Linked DNA regions of Mus musculus: region 2 is linked to region 1. Evidence: chromatin contacts called from public HiChIP or PLAC-seq data. All regions are on one chromosome and are shown on one strand. The core of a region is the stretch at or near the end of the contact, and the rest is flanking DNA. Distances in the headings are between cores, read along the strand shown.

The links. HiChIP or PLAC-seq counts read pairs in DNA pulled down with a chosen protein or histone mark.
Region 2: a FOXA1 HiChIP or PLAC-seq map of pancreatic cancer cells shows a contact between it and region 1. The contact joins two enhancer-like sites. A contact is called at or near these places in 1 of 115 datasets of contacts at active chromatin or transcription factors (pancreatic cancer cells) and 1 of 9 other capture datasets (adipose tissue).

Annotation. Positions count from the first base shown.
Region 1 is chr14:25,482,918-25,486,469 of GRCm38.p6, reverse strand. All of the region lies in intron 1 of Zmiz1 (zinc finger, MIZ-type containing 1), which reads right to left. Among named protein-coding and RNA genes, the nearest start is that of Zmiz1, 26 kb to the right of the region's middle. Within about 2 kb of position 2,264, at least 67 of the 459 cell types and tissues checked have an H3K27ac peak or open chromatin away from gene starts, as enhancers often do. A contact at or near this core is called in pancreatic cancer cells, where this site is marked.
Region 2 is chr14:25,774,597-25,778,101 of GRCm38.p6, reverse strand. No RefSeq gene overlaps it. Among named protein-coding and RNA genes, the nearest start is that of Zcchc24, 7.3 kb to the right of the region's middle. Within about 2 kb of position 1,626, at least 26 of the 459 cell types and tissues checked have an H3K27ac peak or open chromatin away from gene starts, as enhancers often do. A contact at or near this core is called in pancreatic cancer cells, where this site is marked.

The DNA.
Region 1 (3,552 bases), core at 1,015-3,514:
CAGCTGTGGTAGGATCAACCCAGTGGGCTATTCCAGTGAATCCATATCTTTCCCCCTTGGGAGTAAGAGGAAGTCAGGTGACCCCTACAATACACCTTCCAGAATGCCCCCTTCTCCCAGCCACTGGTCCCCAGCCCCAGCACAGTGAACTCCTCCCTAGACCTTGTCAGGTCTCAGCAGGTCAGTGATGCTATGGCTGTGGCAGAGGCATCCCTTAGCCCAGGTCTCCCTGCAGCCGAGGAGCCTTTACACTCTGTTTTCTAGACACTGAGCCTACTGGGACCTGCTCCTAACGCTGCACGTGCTATGATAGGAAGAGCTGAGCCCTGCACTGCTGTTTGGTTTCTGTTTGGCTCACCTGTCTGGAACCCCATGCTTTCTCCATCCAAACCCCAGGAGCCCCAGCAAGTTCCTGATGGATTCTGATGAAGTCACACTCTGGCTCCTTGATCTCAAAATTTCTCCAGCGTCCTTGAGAGCCTTGAACCCCCTTATGGTTTTCTCTCACAATTAATCACCTTGCTGGTGACATTGACCTTGAGGGTCAGACCTCTGAAGAGAATTGAGATCTCATTCCCCTCCCCCCACTGTCTGTCTCTGTCTGTCTCTGTCTCTGTCTCTGTCTCTCTCTCTGTATGTGTGTGTGTGTGTGTGTGTGTGTGTGGTGTTCCTCATAAACACTCCAGCCCCAGCAGGTTCCTCAAATCTCCAGGTTTTGAGGGTCACTAAAGCTCAAATCCCAGCTGTGTCTGACCCGATGGATGAACTTGCATATCCTACATATATTCATTTGTGTTCAGTCACAGAAACCTTCAAGGTATGCGCTGTTTCCATTCCTATCCCCATTAGACAAAGGAAGGAACCTGAACACAGTTGCTAGGTTTGGATCTGGGACCCAGAAACCTCGCTCCAGAACGTACACAGCAACCTTCACATTATACTGCCTCTGAAAGTCAATTACCCCTTACCCACACATCGAGGCTTAGCCTGGTCTTCACTCCCCCATAAACTTCTGGGTTTATCTGCAGTCCCAAACCTGGGTCCACACAGATTTTCCTCTCTAACTGTCCCTACTTCTAGTTCACCCATTCAGCCCCTTTTAACGCTGATCCCTAAGCTCAAACTTTCACCTCTGGCTTTCTTCTGGGAATCTGAGTCTCTCTAGGCCAGTGGTTCTCAACCTGTGTGTGTTGACCCATCCGGGGACTGAATGACTCTCTCACAGGGGTCAGCTGAGACCACCAGAAAACACAGGTATTTACATTATGATTTACAGCAGTAGCAAAATTGCAAATATGATGTAGCAGCAAGAATAATTTTATGGTTGGGGTCACAGGAAGGAACTGTATTAAAGGGTTGTAGCATTGGGTAGGTTGAGGAATACTGCTGTAGACAAACGCACTCAAAACTGACATGGTGGCTGAGTGACTCATGAGCCCAGTCCAGACGCTGCTGGTGCTACTGTCTGTGTTGGTCTGAGGGGATCTGAATAATAGGCCCCAAGGGAGAGCCTCTGAGGGATGTGGGGGACCCTGTAACAACCCCTCTTCCTCACACTACTGCGGGGGCACAGTCAGCATCCATACAGCCCATGGAGAGTGGCCATAGAGACCACATATGTAGCGTGCACAAAAGCCCAAAGTGACAGAAATTGATAAAAACTTCACGGTGCCACTGACACCCCATATATCAAAGGCCCCAAATCTCATTCTCTGCTTGCCTCCAATTTCTATCAGAGCTTGCCAGCTGCACATTTATTGAGAAGTTTGTGAGCTGACAGGCACTGTATTACCAACATTAATGATGCATCCGTCTCTAGAATTACTGGGGAAACAGTCCAGTTGATTTCATTATCATCCCCTGTTCTTCACATTTCATTCGACATAGCTCCCTACACAGGGCTGAACAAGGACCAAAGTCAATAAACAAAGGTGCAGGGCCGGGAGAACCCAAACTTACACACACACACACACACACACACACACACACACACACACACACACAGAGAGAGAGAGAGAGAGAGAGAGAGAGAGAGAGAGAGAGAGAGAGCAGTAGTTTTCCCCCCTCCCTCCATGACAGCTGAAGGTCCTCGGGCACAGCAGGTAGGATTCAGGAGGACAATGGATCAAGAGCCAAGGTCAAGCTCCCCATTCATGACTCAAAGAGGGAAGTGGCCTTCAGGAGGCATAAATAGACAGTGATGTCATCTCTATGTGCCCCTTGACTAGGGCAGGAAGTTAGCCCCGTGTACAACCTATAGTCATCTGTGGGCCACAACCCGGAACTGGATCCAAGCCTGTGACAGGCTCACCACTCTGCCAGCTCTCTCCAGGGACAGATGAGACTGAGATGTGCAAAGTGTTTGTCTCTGTCCTCTGCCCACATCCCCGGCCATGCAGGTCTCGTTTAGTTACCAGCCTTTGCCCACACTCCTAATCCCCATCGTCACCATCATATAGCTTGATCAAGCCCCTGCAACCCACCTCCCAGAGTTTCCCATCCAGTGCTTGTTTCTTTCTTGGCAGTGAACTAGGATTAAAGGTGCAGTTGAGCCTTTACCTATGCTTTCTCTCTGGCTCCCCACAGACAGGAATCTTAACTTTAGGGTCACCATCTTGTCCTTAGTGCCCAGCAGAGACTTGGCCTCAGCAGACCCCAAGCCCCTGTCCATCCCTGGATACAGTGATTTAGGATAAAGAAATTCTGGAAAAACATCAGTGGTTTCAGAGCTGAACCCCAGAGGTCAGAAGCTGGGTCATGCATTCTCATATCTAGCTCGCTATGGAGACCTGCCCCTTCTCTCTTCCTCTTGACCATTCTCTACATCCAGAGTCCCCTAGAAACTTTCTGGACAGCAGGGCCAGTAGGCAGCTCTTGAGATCAGGAGATAGGATTAAATTCTGTCCTGTCACTTAACTGAAATGTATAACAGCAGTAAGTGCTGCCAATCACCTGAGCCATAAGACAGGAGTGAGAGGCCTATGGTCACGGCTATCTCTGGGGACTTTTGGGTTCCCCAACCGGAAAGATGGGTTCCTAGTTCACCATGAGCAGTGCATACTTCCAGTAGCTCTGCAACTTCTCTATCTGTAGATGTTTCAAGCTGACCATGATGGGTGAGAAGTGGGGACCCAGGAAGAGACCCCAGAATGACTTGGGCCTGTGAGAACTGGCCTCTGGGAACATAAGACTCATTGTACTGCAAAGGTATAGAAGCCATGGCGTCTCTGGATGAAAAGATGCCTGGGGTATCCTCTCCATGGCTCTGGTTGCTTTAGCCAGAGAAATGCAGGCCCAGAAATGGCGAGGCTTAGTGCTCAGGTGAGCTCAGCAAAGGGCCAGAAAGACAAAAACACCTGCAGTTACCCAGTAGACCCGCTGGACAGCAGGAAACAGCAGGCAGGCAAGGCAAGGCAAGGCAAGGCTAGACAGGCGCTCAGGGTTGTCTCTGCATAAGAGCTCCCATCAGGAAGCAAGCTCAGAGGCCCAGCCCTGGACCTCTCGGGGCAGCCTCCAAACCATGGGGATTATGATTATTATTGTTATTTAGTG
Region 2 (3,505 bases), core at 377-2,876, 290 kb before region 1:
ATGCAGTAAAGAAAAGTCTTTTCTCAAAAAAGTCTCTTCTCGAGATTCTGGGCAGCACAGGCCATCCTCCAAGGCTGAGGGACTCCGTCACCACAGTTGAACTGAGCTGTGACCCTTAAAGAGGCTGCTCCTCCACAATCTTCACCCCAAGACATAGAGATGCAGAGATGCAGATACTTCTGCTGGGGTGGGAGGGAGAGCAGGGCCCTTCCCCCTTCGTCTTTCATTTAGCTTTCAACATGTCTCCCCAAGAAGAGCATCTCAGAATGGTTGATCTCCAGCAATGCTGACCTGAGAACTAGAGTTGCAGGATGTTGAATGGGGGGCGGGGGGAAAGGCTGGGAGGGGCATTGGGAAGAGCCTTGTCTATGGTCATACGTAATGGGACAGCTGACATCTTGAGAGGAGATGGACTCACTGGCTGAACTTGGACCTATGGCACTGCATATTCAGTGGCAGACACCGCATCTAAGTCTTTTTTTTTTTTTTTTTTTTTTTGGTAAGGGGGACATTCAAGCAGGTCTTGCTCTTAGCCCAAGTCTGAAATTCACTGTGTAGCAGAGGTCGTCCTCATTCTTCCCACCTTCTCTTCCCTGATGTTTCCTGAGCCGTAGGGGAAGCATTAATGGAGAGACCCACTTAGCGCTGAGCACCGATAGCCATCATTCCTAGAGCTTTGCCCAGTTATGGGTCTCTGTGTTAACTGCTGATCACGGAGATCCCTTCGCCTCAGTCTCCATGGTTTCCATGTTCGCTAAGAGACCCTGCCTTCATAAAAAAGGTAGAGAGAGACTTAGTGAGACACAGGCTGCACATGCAGGCATACTCACTCGCACACATGCACACATACATAGAATTGCACACACACACTCACATATACACATATACAAAAGGGAGGCAAAAACTGTTGCTCTGCCTAGTTTTATGTCAGCTTGACATAGGCTAGAGTCATCTGAAAGGCAGGAACCTCAAGTGAGAAAACGTCTCCATAAGATCAGGCTGAAAAGCATTTCTTAGTGATTGGAGTAGGAGGGCCCAGCCCATTGTGGGTGGTGCCACCCCTGGCCTCGTGGTCCTGGGTTCTGGAAGAAATCAGGTTGAGCAAGCCTTGAGGAGCAAGCCAGTAAGTAGCTCTCCTCCGTGGCCTCTGAATCAACTTCTGCCTCCAGGTTTCAGGCCTGCTCGAATTCCTGCCCTCACTTCCTTCAGTGATAGACTTCAATGTGAAAAGTAAGCCAAATCAACATTTCCCTCCCCAGGTCATGGTGTTTCACCACAGCAATAGAAAACCTAACTAGGACAACAGACATTTATGATAAGCCCCATCCCTTCAAAGTGATGTCACTCCACTCAGGAGGCAGAGCCTCTATGATCTTGAGATGCAGGGAATTGAACCCAGGACCTCACATATGCTAGGCAAATATTCTACTTTAGAGCTACATCCCCAGCATCTAATTGCCTCTTGAAAGCTCTGCCTCTCCATACTGATAACGCAAGGACTACTTGTCCAGGACATGAACCTTGGGGCACATTCAAATGTAGCAGAGGACACAGATGGTCAGCACATGCTGGCAGTTTGCAGTCCCTGCTGGGGCTTCTCGCCATTCTTCAATCCCCGTCTCTCTGAGCTGTTTCATGACATGCCGATAGTCTGCATATCTGAGCTTATAAACCACAAGGACATACTGAGTTTATTACTTCATCCCTTAAGTAAACAGAAGGCTTGCTGTGGCGAAGAGCTGAGAGAGCAGAGGAGATTATAGCTGCCAAGCAGCTCACAGTCCAGGGGTGGGCTGGGTGGGAAGCGAGAGGAAGGTGGGTTTCACACCTGTCACACCACACAAACACCAAAGAGTCAAGAACAGAGGGGACCTATCGAGTAGGTAGGATGGGGGTTACGATCACAGGAAGTCAGTTTTCAGCTGATCTTGAAGTGGGAGATACTGCAGGAAGACTCCCTTAGGAGTCAGGATACTGGCTTCCTCCATGTTCTAGAGGCATGGGGGAAAGTCAGTTTCCTCACTTATCTGGAGGTCGGAGTCCATGTGTGTTGGATCTGGGAGACACTTCAGGTAGAATGTAGACGGAGGATCAGGAATGAAGTACGGACAAGCCCTTGGGTGCCATGCCAAACGAGCATTAGGTTTCCATGCCGATAGCCAGCATAGAGAGAATCTGAGTGGGCCAGTAAGAAGACTAGGGAGGTGGCCGTCAACTCCCCCTTGGCTCTTTGATGCTGACAAGGATGTTCTCAAAATAACATAGAGAGTTCTGCTCACTCAGTTTTGGGGCCGTTCATCCCATCTTCCAAACAGATGTCACATAAGCAAAAGCGCAGGAGAACGACAGACTGCTTCCCACTGCTGTGATGCACGGGAGGCCATGTTCTTGTTTGGGCCATTGACCCTGGGTGATGACAAATGCCAGTGTTGAGTTGATCTTGAAGGGTGGACACTGCAGGAAGACCCCCCTAGGAGCCTGTTCTAGAGGCACGGGGAAAGTCAGTAGTCCCACTCCTCTGGGAGATGGGCTCCACATGTCCTAGAGCTGGGAGCCATCACGTGTCCCCTGGAGACCTGGGATCCCTCCAGAGGCGGAAGCTTGCTGACAGACAGTTGATGGAATGTATACCACCTGCCTTTCCTTTCCCTCTTTTCATTTCTCGGAATTGGGTGTGAACTCAGAAGGCGAGAATGGAGTGGCTGCTGCCCACCCACTACTGTCTGGTGGACACCTGGCTCTGTGACTTCCAGGTTCCTGAAACTTAGAGATTCCATCAGATTGGCTGGGCTATATGTGTAGGTTGTCCAGGCCTTCAGCATACAGGCTGTCCTTCTAACGATCACCTCTCCGTGTTCTGCAGCCCGGAGACCAAGCAGGTACCGCCTGAGGCCTCTCAGTAGCAGCAGGCCCTCAGGCCACTCGTTCCCCACAGTGGTCCTGGGATTCAAGCAACAGTGGGAGTTTTTTTCCTCCTCAATGGGATACTTGTTCAGGTGGAACACTCAGCTTATCAATGTCTAATAGATAGGGAGAGTTTGGTTTCTAAGGGGGAGAGGGAGGGAGAGGGAGGAAGAGGGAGGGAGGGAGAGAGAGAGGGGGGGAGGGAGGGAGAGAGAGAGAGAGAGAGAGAGAGAGAGAGAGAGAGAGAGAGAGAGAGAGAGAGAGAGAGAGAGAGACCAAAAGTGAGCACAGTCACCAACCTTGGGACTCAGTCTCCCAGGGTGCAGGTTGTGAGTGGTGGGAAGGGTTGGTGGTTGTGGTTGTGGTCTGTCTCTCTTGCCTCTCTCTCCTTGTCTCTCTGTCTCGCTCTCTGTCTCTGTCACTCTGTCTCTTGGGGCTGGGCTTGTAATACAAGGCCTAACACATTCTAGGCAAACAGTCTTCCAACTGAACTGTGTCTCTGGTCTCTTGCTGCTCTCTGAAGGCTGGTCAGGAGTCTGTGTGAGGGCTCCAGTGTGGTCAGGCTGCTCTATGGCTTTACCGTCTGTTCACTACAGAAGGG